2 separate regions of the Mus musculus genome follow, and region 1 is linked to region 2. Evidence: chromatin contacts called from public Hi-C data. All regions are on one chromosome and are shown on one strand. The core of a region is the stretch at or near the end of the contact, and the rest is flanking DNA. Distances in the headings are between cores, read along the strand shown. Region 1 has its middle 24 kb from the start of Gm52049. Region 2 overlaps Spin1 (spindlin 1).

Region 1 (6,414 bases), core at 1,609-4,108, 490 kb before region 2:
GGGGAGCGAGAGGGAGCGCTAGCTCAACCTATCCGGTAGCAGCTGCCACGTTCCATACTGAGCCTTCCCACCTCGGTTAACCCAGTCTGGAAACCCCCCCCCCCCGCCCCCATATGCCCCAAGGCTTTTTTCCTTAGTGATTCTAGATCTTGTCAACCTGACAAGGTTAACCTCCTGCGGAAGCAGAGGCTCTACTGCAATGTAGTCTTTGAACTGTCACCTGGAACTATACGGCAAGGAGCTTCAGGGAAGGAAGAACGCAGCTAGCTTGCCAGGACCGGGGTGCCTGGGGGGGGGGGGGGGTTCTGACACAATAAGAAACTGTCTATCATGTGTGTGAAATGGAATGGAGACTTCAGGTCATTTGACTTAATATGCAGAGCCGAGGGGCTTTTGTTCCTCTGTGGTACCACTGTGCACATGAAGGACACAGATGACCTCGGGTCAGGCTGTTTCCTTTGACATGGCCACAGCAAACTATAGAAAATCTAGTCTTAAAAAACGAAATTTTGCAAGAAAAAGCTTATACCAATGGATATTTACAATCCTTGGTAATGCTATTCAAACCATGTTCCTTGGATCCTTTGAATAAAACCTAGGCAGTCAGGTGATATTTAACAATAAAAACATCAACACTATTCTAAAGCCTTATATAAAAAGTGTTTGGGATGAAATAATTGATCTTTAGCCACGCATCTCCTGCAATCCTGAAAACAGCCACAAGGGGGCGTATTGCTCCTAGTGTTTACCAGCAGCCCACTTTTAGAACTAGGATGACCCCGCTTTCCCTCCCTCCTCCTTCCTCTCCCCCCCTTCTCTCTCCCCTCTCCCTTCCCTCCTTCTTCTGAAACATGGACTAACCCCCAGTGTTAGTATTCCTTCTCTGCGTCAGATTCCAGCCTACCAAGTGTATAGCCATAGGCTCACAAGATTCCTATGGGGCGGAGCCAGCTCCAGTATCACTGGCTAAAGGACGCTAGGGTGGCAGAAAATAACCAGATTCTGCAGGACAGGAAGCAGAAGACATGGCAGGTTATCCTGCATATTGGCTTGTCTAACAGCTTTTAAGGTGGCAAAATAAACAAAACAACCCCAAAAGACTCCCCCAAACCATAAAGCCCAAAGATCCAAAACAAACCAACCAACCAACAAACCACTCAACCATAGCCAACAGGCAGAAAAACAGAAAAATAAGAAGGTACGTTTGTCACAATACTATGTATTTAAGATACCAGGAAATTGTGTGTTCTTCCTAGGAAAAAGGGCTCTTCAAACACTGAATTATGCACATTTAATATCAATATCTAACAAAGTTTACAATAGTTTTGGCTTGTTGGCACATTATAATTGGATGTGTTCCAGAATTTCAGTGGCTCAGTAAGACTGTAATCCATAGAGCTTCAGCTAACAGAATGTCTGTTCACTTAGATGTGTGTGTGTGTGTGTGTGTGTGTGTGTGTGTGTGTGTGTGTGGTGTGGTGTGGTGTGTGTGTGTTATTTTAGGATAAGTATAAAGTCTTTAGTTTCCTGGGTAAACAGAAAGGGAATTGTTTTTTTGTTTTGGTTTTTTTTTTTGTTTTTTTGTTTTTGTTTTTTTTTTTTTTTGTGGGTGTTTTTGCTTTATTGTGTTTGAGATGCAGTCTCATTCTAACCCAACCTAGCTCGTAACTGTTAGTGTGGCCCAGGTTGGTCTTGAACTCATGATCCTCCTGCCTTAGTGGCCAAAGTGCTGGGCTTGCAGGCACTGACCTCCACTCCCCACTAAGAAAAATCTACCTGTCTGATGTCTTAACAACTGGATCCTGTAAATTATGCATGTGTGTATGCATTATGTTCTTAAAGCAATAAGAACCAAAGAAGAATATTAAGACACCAATAAAAAGTAGCCATTCATCTCGTGACTCACAAACCAACACACGGAGAGACACTGCCAACATAGGCACAGCAGGAGACTGCAGCCCTCAGCATCCCACAGGCACACTGAGTTTGGCAACCGCCCATGCATACGGATGCCTTTGTGGGAGGCCCGGGGAGCTCAGCAGAGAGGCTTCAATACCTCATTAGAGGAAGGGGGTGAGGGTTGGGAGGAACAAGCCTGTCAAGGAGAGTAGATGAGGCAGGTTCACTGTCTCATAGGCCGGTCCCCATCTGCAGAACTCAGTGACAAGAGCATCCTCCTGCGGTGACTTCTCTAAGGAGGGAAAACAAGAACACAACGAATGCCTGGTTTCCTGGTCACGTGGGAGCCCAACAGGCGTGGTTCTGTTTTGGTCTACTCAAACCCTTTGCCTCTTCCTGAGTAAATAGCCTGGGGCTAGGCAGGAAAGGGGGTGGGGTGGGGGAGAAGGGGCGGGGTTCATAATGACAGGGTCTCGAATCCAACAAAGAATGATTGGTCATCCAGATACCTTGGAAGCTCTGAGAGGTCAGTCACATCCCTCCACCACTGCAGTTGCTCCTGCTAGAAGTCTAGATGGGTCTCGGGGAATTCTGTATACATCCCAATAGCTAGTGGTCTCCCATAAACTAACGCTGATAGTCAACTTGGTGGCATATAGGGTCACATAGATTACCTCCTGGGCGTGCTTATGAGGGACTTTGTTAAGTTAGCCTCTGGGTGTGTCTTATCTAGATTGGGCTAGTTGAGGTAAGAAGACCCACCCCAAGTGAGTGTGACATCATCTCGTGGGCTAGGATTCTAGACTTAAAAAAGAGAGAGTGAGGAGGGCACTGGCGTTCATCTGTTTCCTGACTGTGGCTGCCCTGCGACCAGCTGTCTTGCACCCCCTCTAGGATCTCCACAGTATGATGGACCAGCCGGTGAGCAGAATAAACTCCTCCTTCCATTGCTTTTGTTAGTCATTGCATCACGGAAGTGAGCGAAGAGTTGTCCAACACAGTGTGCATAAGCCTTTGTTTGTTGCCCCAAGCACATGCAGGCGACCAGCTGGACTTTGCCGAGCTGGGAGCAGGCTACTAACCTTGAACACTCAGGGCACCGTCCCAGGGAAAGGGAACAACTCAGAGCTTGGCTTAGCTTTACGAGATTCAGATGAGGTTTATATTTCCAAGGCATTTCCCAACTGTGAGCCAAAGGGATAAAGTCACAGAAAAGACCAGAGGGACTCCCAGAATCCCTAGCTCGGGTGAGTAGTGGATGCCTGTCTCTTTCAAAGCCATTCAGTAATGACTGGACACGCCTGCTTTTCCAGATGTGTCGGTAGCAACACAAGGCTTCAAGAACACGGAAAATCAGAAATGTCAGTGAGCTGTAAGGGAACACACAGAGGTCATTGTGAGACCACTCTCCATGGATGGAATGAGAAGTTCTGCAGAGGTGGAAACCTAAAAACAAAAAAGAAAACCAAAAATCCTAGAAGTTTTGGAACTGAGGAATGCATGGAGTAAGCTTAGAAGCATGATAGAGGTACAACAGCAGGCTTGACTAAGCAGGAAAACGATTCTGTAATCTTGAAAAGGGCCACTTGAAGTTTTCCCTTTAGTCAGAGAAAAGAAAATTCAGAATAAAAACAAGTGAAGGGAGCTTATAGATTTCTGAGACTTCCCAGTGTGGGCCGGCATGGACATTCTGGGAGTTCCACAAGGAAAAGAGAAAGATCGATCAGAAGAAAACTTGCTTGAAGAAATAATAGCTTCCAAATGATAAATCCCCAACTATTGAGAAAGATGTGGACACCAAAGCTCGTGAATTCAAAGCTTTTAAAATAAGATTACACTAAGATATATAGTGGTCAATTTATTAAAAGTCAGACAGAATTTAGAAATTACCAAGAGAAAAGATTCCTGCCACCTGCATCAGGACCCTCACAAGGCTATCAGCAGATTTCTCTGCAGAAGTCCTATAAGGGGAAGAGTGGAATACTGTGAAATCAATGACACACACATACACACACACACACACACACACACACACACACATCAGCTCTGAGGACATAGAAGCTGGATGGGGAAGACTTTCCTGCAAGCAGAAGCAGGAATGGCTATACTTATGCAAAGTAGGCTTTAAGTAAAAATCTGCCATAAGGCACAGTGGTCATTTGACCATGGCCAATGTGTGGAGCAAACAAGAATACAGGCAGATGCACTCACCGTAACAGTACAGAAGTGTATAAAGCAAGTATATCAGCAGAATTGAAGGAGCGTACAGACAGCAATGGCTCACAGTAGTAGTCTTTAACATCTCACTTTCAAAATAGATACATCATTGAGGAAAAAAAAAAAAAAAAAAAAAGCCGGGCGTGGTGGCGCACACCTTTAATCCCAGCACTTGGGAGGCAGAGGCAGGCGGATTTCTGAGTTCGAGGCCAGCCTGGTCTACAGAGTGAGTTCCAGGACAGCCAGGGCTACACAGAGAAACCCTGTCTCGAAAAACAAAACAAAACAAAACAAAACAAAACAAAACAAAACAAAACTCAACAAGAACTTGAATAACACTGTAACACTCAGACCCACAGACCTGACACACAGAGATTTCGCCCAACAGCAGCAGGATGTGTATGCTTCTCAGATGCAAACCATAGGACAGATCATACGCCAAAAAATTGATTTTGGTAGCAAGTTTAAGAAGATTGAATGCTGGTAACCCGTAGTCCCAACACATGGGAGGGTGATGCAGGAGGGTTGCTAGAAGTTTAAGGTCAGCCTGGGCTACACGGTGCATTCTAGGTCATCCTGGGCTACAGAGTGAGACACTGTTTCAACAAAAATAAGAACAGAAGAGAAGCTTGAGTACTTATCATATATCTTTTCTGGTCAAAATAGAAACGAGATCACCAACAAGAGGGAGCCTCTCAAGGGTGGGCCACAGACTCTTGAGCATCCTAAGGGTAGAAGATCCCGGGAAGGAAAGAAAAAACGGTATGAGGTGAGCAAAAATGAAACCACATCTTAAAGGATGCAACTTCAGAGAGGGGAATTACCAGTGACGTCTGCCTATATTAAGAAAAAGGAAACTTCTGGAATAAATAACTTGGCTTTACATATGACACCACAGAGAGTAAATATCATTGGTGGTTATCCTAATACATGCAGAAAATGTGTCTAATGAGACTTCTTTCTTTTTGAGGCCACAGAGGAACTAAGCCTGATGGGGGACATGGCAGATACCAAATGTTGGTGAAGAAACCAACTTTTCCGCACCATTATACCATTATATAAAACTGGGAAGAATCCTTACAAAGTTAAAAAAGGAATTGCTATGTGACCCAGAAAGCTCCAAGAAAATAAATTTGGGGATCTGATCCCTTCAACCTGTGTTCACTCATAGAGTTATTCCTGTCTAGACATGTGAGTCAATGTATGTGTCAATCGACGACTGCATGAGAAAATATCTCGTGAAATATTACTCAGCCTTGAAAATGGAGAAACCATTCCATGTATGAAGCCATGGCTAAGTGTGGTGAGCATGGTGCTAAGCTAAATGAGCCAGACACAGAAAAGATACAGGACCTTGGTTATATAGCCATCAAAATATATTGGCTCAAGAGAGCAGAGAGTAGAATGGGAGCTCGGGGGAGGAGGGATGAGGCTGGGACTGAAGGCGGTTCAGTTCCAGCTATGCAAGATGAGTGCATCCTGGATACCTAATGTCCAGATGTCTGTCTGTAGCTGGTGCCCGCTGGACTGTGCATTTGAACATGACTGAGGGAGGCTATCTTAGATGTTCTTACCACAGACAAAGAGACAGCAACCACGGGAAGCAATGGATGCGATGACAGGCAATTATTTCAGAATGTACACGCACACCCATCAAAACATGGCATTGCACAGTCTAAGCATATACAATTTTTGCCAATTATGTTTAAGTAAACCTCAGAAACACACATCCTTGGAAAAATAGAAGTTTAGCCCAGGGTAGCATCGAACCCATGTGACCCAACACAATGAAACGGTAGAGCAAACAAAGATGGCAGAGCAGATGTCCGTGGAGGAGAATGGCTCAGGGCACAGGCTCCAGAAACACCCTGCTCCCTGGAGCAGCATCAGCAGCAGTGACTTCACGAGGTTCTCGGTACTCCCAGATCTTCTGGATCAGGAACTCCAGGGCACCACCACAAGCCTCCACAGGGGCAGGGACACTCTGAGAGACATCCCTAAGAACAAGCTAGAATATCTTCTCTCCTGCTCCATATTGACCTAAGCTCAGTCCTTGTGTCTGGAATAGGGAACGACTTGTTCTTCTAAAATAAAACCTCATCTAGAATAAATCTCAGCCATGAAAGGTATTTAATGTAAATATATAATTAATTAAAGGGGAAGAAAATCATGGATACGTACTCCCTGTGCCCAGTTTGGGAACTACGACGGTGCTGGGTGGTAGAGCTAGCTATTACATCTCAGAGCAATGGCTTTTAGGGATAGAGGCCATTGGGCAGTGAGGTTTTTTGTTTGTTT
Region 2 (7,029 bases), core at 4,340-6,839:
ACTTTGAGCAGACAAAATGACCAGTGATTCTTCACCAGCTACATGTATAAAATTAATGTTCACTCCTGACCACCCAACAATAAATGGTACAGAACACAACTCGTCTTCCCCCTCGTATCTAGAAAAACTTAAGAACCATCTGGTTTGAGACACCAGGCAGCAAAGGCCTACAGGAGCTGACAGCAGACCAACAAACGAGGTGGTGAATCCATCTCTGAAAGCCCTTTTGGATCATGGTATTTGAAGTGGGCATGACCTTGCCAAGCAGAGTGCCACACTGGAGTTAAGGAGGACTGTCTGTTATTAGCACGTAGCAGTATAGTATATATAAGGAGAGATACTCAGAAGAGAACTCCCAAACTTAGTGGAGTGGGGGGTTCAGCAGGGGTCCACACTCTGGCTAAACAGGAATCTGAACATGAATAAATTCTGAGAAATCACAAATCCAAAACACTGTTCAAATTCCATCTAGTCACTTCTTAGACATGTGGAGTAATCAGAAACAAAACAAGAATAAAAAAACAAGACTCCTCAAGAAGTCCTCAACAGCTTACATCAGAGAGTAAAATCCACCCTTTGCACCAGCCTACAGAAAACAGTACCAAATCCACCCTCAGCACCTGCTTGACAAACTTCAGTGTCCTTTAAAATGTCCAACTTCCTTTCTTAAAAACGATTAGACAAGAAAGGCCTAGGTGTCTAACTTACTGCTCAAGCATTTGCTAGAATACACAAGATCCTTGGTTTGACCTTCAAACACATACGAACACACCATACATAGTGGGGGACCTAGCTTGGTGCCACATGCCAGTAATTCTAACAATCAAAAGGGGGTTATAATCCAAGTAGGTTACAATCAAAACAAATGTTTTGCATGCAAAGACGTTAAAAGATAACCACACCCAAATAATCCCTAAAATCGGGAAATATCAAGAAAACAAGTCAAGCCAGTAAAAAGTAAGCCACCTGCACCGTGATTATTACGTAGACTATGTAGATCAGTAAGGTCAGCAGCGTACAGCACAGCAACACAAACTCTCAACATACATGCAATGCATGTATACATACATAAGTGAGACTGAAACCAGACCTACCTAGGAACCCAGAGAGCAACACCCACAGGCCTAACCCAAGGGAACCCAGACTGCCATAAAGAAAGGAGGAGCAGGGAAAGCAAAGCCAAAGTAGACCTCTGGGAGACTCATAAGCCCGGGCTGCCGACAAGCAGGGAGGTGGCTGCGCACAGGCCCTAACTAACTTCTGAACACTATAGTGTCTTCACAAGAGCAGAACAAACAAAACGTACTTCTAAACGCATCAGATACAGGGGAATGAAGACTTGCTGTCAAGCAGAACTTAAACCAGAAGACAGCAAGCAATTCCCCCCTCAATCCACCCACTGACAGGAAAGTATCTTCCAGCACAACAGCGGCACTGCACACAAACAGTCCAGCTCCACCAGGACTGAGACAGACTTAAATTCAGGACAAATGTCTCCATGGATCACAAAAGATACTTCAAAATCATATGGTTAATTAATCAAAAAGTCACAACAACCCTAAGTACATACAAGCCTAATTACAGAGCCCTGAGCCCCCCACCCCCCACCTGCCCCCCCCCAAAATGGGGGAAAAAAAAACACATCTGCACCATGTATATTTAGTTACACAAACTCTCTTGGTGTTCATGGTGTGAACAGGAGGGCAGAAAACCAGAAGGGTCACAGACACCTGAGAACCACTAGAGACAGCTTGAAAGTCATGTCATATGCATTTCCTTTGGACCCCATGTTAACACCTAGATGTACTGGCTATATACTGACTCACACCATGAATCTAACAATATCCTTAAAATATCCTGAAATCATACAAAATATATTTGCTTACCCAGATCAACATTATTAGGGCATAATTATGGAAAAGGTTCTGAGCAGTTAAACCAGGTCCTGAACTCATAGTGTAAGACACAGTTACAATGAGAACGGGAAAAAATTTTTAAAAAAACCAAGTATCAGGGCTTAGACACTGTAAAACAAGCAGCGTTTTTACTCATCAGGTATCTACATTAAACGGCCAAGTATGAAGACGGCTTTAACACAGGCCAGAAGAAAAAAGGCTTCCCGGGAAGCAGGAGGGCGGAGACAGGAAGGCTTCTTTCTTCACTATTTGCAATACTAAAGGTACTACTAAGCAGCCATTACAGCTTTCAATCAAGAGACAGAGATGGCACGTTGGTACCCGGACCAACAGAGGGAAGAACAAAGGGTAAGAAGAAAAGGATAGTTAAGTGTGTGGCAGCCACAGGTAGGCCAGGAGTGAAGAAACCATACCTCAAGTGTTCTCTGACAAGGTGCAGAGAAAGGAAACACTCAAGGCATGCTAGAGCTGTATCTACTGTACCAGGTGTGTCCACCCTCTCTCTCATCCCGTAGTATCCTAATCCTCATCCCACACACACCCACGAGCCTACTTTGGACACACAGCATGCTGGCTTCAGGAAACGGGCACCTTGAATGCCAGGCCGTTCACTGTCTCTGTCCCTCGAGGCAAAGCGTTTTAGGGTGCACTACAGACCAAGTCCCAGGGCTGACTTTCTACTGAGAACCTAGTTCACTGAGTAAGAAACAAAATAACCATCTAATCCTAGGTGAGAACGCACACTGAGGCCGCACAGTGAGATGGGGCACTGCAGACAAGCAGCGTGGCTTCCTGAGGTGACCTGAGAACAACAGTGCAGTCAAAGGACTGATGAGCCAGAGGCCATGCACGAAGTCCAGAGCTCCGAGAAACTACACCATAACCAAGACAAATTTCCAGTTTCGGCCCAACTTGTACAGTTTAAGTTGTTCCTGCTCCTCTGTCTTTATCACAAGTAAAACACTAAAAAATCTCAACCATGCTTCTAAGATTGATCAGAGAATATAAAGTCACAAGACAAGAGAGGAAAGGATGGCAACCTAGATAGTCAGAGCCCGCACAGGAAGCTGTATAGAAGAACTTCAACTGGTGCTGCTGGAGTTAGTAGAGCCCAGTCAGCCAGTGGGATTGAGGCACACTCTTAAAGGGGCCCACACTTTAGTTCTGTCTGTAAAGGCTGATAATCTGACCAAGCTGTCCTGTGCCCTAAGGCAGGACACTCTAAAGTATAGGTTTGACCAAAGGTTGAGCTAATCACAGAACCAGCAAATGAGCTAATGGATAGAGTGAAGGACACACACACACACACACACACACACACAATAAAAAAAACAGACCTACCGGTAGGAGGAAACAAAACAAAATCATTATAAACAAAGAAAAAAGCCAGGCATGGCTGCACACATACAATCCCAGAAGTGGGGAACAGGAGGAACATATCTAAGTTCAAGGCCAGCAAAGGGTAGGTCTGAGGCTCCCTAGGGTGAGACTTTTATCTACAAAAGCTGGACTTCTTTAAATTGGAAATACTCTGTGTGCTGACTGTGATGCCCATGGGCAAGAGAACCAAGGACATAGGCCAGCCTGGGCAACAAGTTCTGAAACACTAGCAACTTCACTTAAACCTTATCACAGACTTTTTCCAATGTTCAAATGCCACAATTAAGTACTGAAGAGTATTATTTGTCAGCACAGTATGTGCAACACCTGTGATCCCAAGGCAGGAGGATCAACATGTTCAAGATTCTGTGGCCAAAAGGAAGGGAGAAAGGAAAAGGCAGGCAGGGTAGCTGGTTCATTTGCTAATTTTATAAAACATTTCACATGGTCTCTTTTTGTTTGGGGAAAGAAGGTTTTAAAAACCTCCACTTTTAAACCAGGTGGTGGTGGCATATGACTTTAATAATCCCAGCGCTGGAGAGTCAGAGTTCAAGGCCAGCCTGGTTTACAGAGTGAGTTCCAAGACAGCCAAGGAAAGGAACAGTCTCAAAAATCTACCCTTTTACTCCTGTTGTTTTTAGTCATGTGCCACAAAAACAAAACAAACAAACAAACAAAAAATGGAGTGGATTACTGTTGTAGAGGAGGTGTACAGGCAGGCTTGGCTTTTGTTGTTTTTGAGACAAGACTTCATATAGTCCAGGATGGCCTGGAACTCGCTGTGTAATAAAGGACGGCCTAGAATTCCTGGTCTTCCTGACTCCATTTCAGAGCACTGGAATTACAGGCTCAATGAGGTCAATTTCAGATCCAAAGCAATACAGCTGCTTTAAATAAGCATACACAACTGAGTAAGATCCTCCTCCTGCCCTAAAGCCACCCAATCTCCTAAATCTCACTAAATCCAACAAGCTAACATCTCGCCTTCTTCTCGAAAAAATAAAGCCTTGATTCCACTATACTCTTGAAATGTACTTGTTTAGCACTTATTAGGTTATACAGAAAACAATTATCTGGCATAAGACATCAAAGCTCTTGTTTCACGTGCAGCAAGGTATAAATCACGGTGAAGGAAGGGCCCCCACGGCCCAGGCGAAACCACTGTTCTAAAAGGTACAGCACACTGACACACACAGCGCTCCGTGCTTACCTGCATCAGCTCTGGACCGTTGGCCAGGTGTCTTCCCGAATGGGGTCTTCATTCATCTGTATCTATGTGAGCAGCAGAGCTGCTGGACTAGGGTGAAAATCCAATGTTCTCAGCTATGAGGCTGCCCACAGGTTCGTGTTAATCCACCATCCAGATGTCTCCTTTACAAGTTCAGCAAAAACACACGGGATCCCAAGCACTCTGTAAAATGAGCATCAAGACAGCAAATGCCTAGTGAGCCTCTAAATGTAATCGGAAATGTAAGCCTAATTCTCAACTAAAGGCACTGATCCCTGGAGCAATGACAATGCAAAGGCAACGCCTCACAGTGAGAAGGGGATGTCGGGACGGGTCAGACCCCGTAGGGAGAAGAGGCTGTGCAGGGACTAGAGAGCCCCGTCCTAAATAAACCACCTTGCTGCTAGGGCCCAGGGTAGGTGCAGGATCACAGGAGAGGTGATCAGGGTACATACAGGTCAATCAGGGAGGGAAGATGCATCTGGCAGACCAGGACTTGGGAAAAAGACAATATAACCTTGTTTTCCCCTTTCTGCCCCCAACCTCTCAAAAAGAACCATTAAACCCAAGAGAACTTCCAAGAAAAACGTTCCCACCCATGCAGATGCTAAATTGTTTCACAAAAGCAGTACAAACTTGATTTACATCAAGTTTGGTTCCAGAAACTCTGAAGCCCAGGTAGTAAACCGTTTCCATATCTTTCCCAATCAGGCATTTTTCCAACGGCTAAAGTGTCCTGGTGCTGCTGCTCCTGTGGTCAGGCTTGCATGTTACTTGTAACTGCTAAATGAACAATTTCAGAGTTCTGTGTATCATTACCACTCCATGGCGTTATTCAGTCTCTAGCTGAGATTACAAGGACATCACAACCCACTAGGTCCTCCCTGCTGTATTTAGTTTCCCCCAGCCTTCCTGCCCGTGGCCCAGCTCCCCTTCTGCTGTGCTTACAGATAAAGCACTAAACTTGAAGGCAAGACATTCAAGCTCTTCTGTCATGTTCAACTCTCTTGTATGTAACCTGAGCAGCATTCAGCACTACTACTACTAGCCAGAACCCAGCACACAGGCTTGCTGTGCACTACAAAGGACTTCCCACTGAGGCACTGTCCTGAGGCCCTCAGGCTCAGCCCTGTCATTAGTTCAGCCAATTCTAACCTTCCTCTAGTGAATTTCATCACTAGAGCATCCTCAGCATATAATAAACTTGATGCAGTGTATCACAACTTTAAAGGCCAACTCCTGGGGCTGGAAAATAGCAGAAGAGCCAGGCTTAAGTTCCAGCACCAACTCAGAGGCTACAATGCAGAAGCTACAATTCCAAGAGATTTGACACTCTCCTCTGACCTTGGGACCAGGTAGACACATGGTACACACACAGGAAGGCAAAGCACCCACTACACATAAAATAAAAGCAAATCTTTTTTTTGTTTGTTTGTTTGACAGGATCTTTCTGTATAACCAGCCCTTGCTGGCCTCAAACTCAGAGACATACCAGCCTCTGCCTCCCAAGGTTTTCTGAAGTGTGTGTGTGTCCTTCTCACTAGGTTTCAACTATCATGGCAACATTTTCTGTTGCTATTTGAAGTTGAATTTAACAAACCTTTAAGAGAAACTGAGGACTTGAAGCACGGGTCTTCTGTTTTCTGTTGTCGTGTGTATATACATTGTTTACGAGCATGCAGAACAGGGGTGCAGAAATCTGAGGGCAGCCTGGAGTGTCCATCAGTCTTCACCCTGCCCTGTCTGTCTTCTTTAGCTGTGCCTGACCCCATGAGCTGCTGGGGATCCTCCCATCCTCATCTTCCCAGGGGACTGCTGGACGAGATACGAAAGCTATGTCTGCTTTACATGACAAGGACCTTTTACCGCAAAATAATGTGCAGTAAAGTTCCTAGAAAAAAAAAGCCACACCTACTGCTGACTAATTACAACTTCATGATTGTGGAAAGAGCCAAAATGCCAAGTTCTATCTTGAGTAGCTTTAGTCCCTTTACAGACCACTCACAGTCCCCCTAAGTGTCTGACCTAGCTTCCTCACGATGTAAAACCTTTTGGAATATACATACAGAAAGTCTTCATAGAGTACTTGAAACTTGTAACAGATTACCATCTTTGCTGTAGCTTGCCTACCTGATATTTCCACCAATATACTTGAAAATGTCTTGCCTTATGATTTTTTTTGTTCCCAATCCATAAAAATTCTGTTTCCACATTGATACACGGCATTCAGATTAGTCTTTCATAGGCCAGCCACGTTGGTAACAATGCAACATTCTTTCTTATCTTCCAGAGGAACCATCAGTCTAGGCTCCTCCCAACTCCTGTTTAAAACCATCAGGAAATGCAGTCCCCTCGCCAAGACAATGAGTGCTTTGAAAAGTCAGATAAAGAACAGCATTCTGAAAGTAGAACTGCTCTTTTGACTGAACTAATTTAATTCATTCAAGTTTTCTAGAGACACAGATCATCTTTAAGTTATCTTATTATGGTGGTTAGTTTAGTAAA

The links. Hi-C and Micro-C count contacts between places; a contact is called where the count stands out from the background.
Region 1: a Hi-C map of embryonic stem cells shows a contact between it and region 2, with 2.0 times the contacts expected there. The contact joins two enhancer-like sites. A contact is called at or near these places in 4 of 484 Hi-C or Micro-C datasets (cortical neurons and embryonic stem cells), 3 of 115 datasets of contacts at active chromatin or transcription factors (acute myeloid leukemia and embryonic stem cells) and 1 of 9 other capture datasets (embryonic stem cells).

What each region holds. Positions count from the first base shown.
Region 1 is chr13:51,612,450-51,618,863 of GRCm38.p6, reverse strand. No RefSeq gene overlaps it. Among named protein-coding and RNA genes, the nearest start is that of Gm52049, 24 kb to the left of the region's middle. Within about 2 kb of position 2,858, at least 60 of the 459 cell types and tissues checked have an H3K27ac peak or open chromatin away from gene starts, as enhancers often do. A contact at or near this core is called in embryonic stem cells, where this site is marked.
Region 2 is chr13:51,120,766-51,127,794 of GRCm38.p6, reverse strand. Spin1 (spindlin 1) reads right to left here. Exons shown (of 6, transcript NM_146043.4): 2 at 4,507-4,707. The coding sequence starts at 4,558. Among named protein-coding and RNA genes, the nearest start is that of Spin1, 23 kb to the right of the region's middle. Within about 2 kb of position 5,589, at least 33 of the 459 cell types and tissues checked have an H3K27ac peak or open chromatin away from gene starts, as enhancers often do. A contact at or near this core is called in embryonic stem cells, where this site is marked.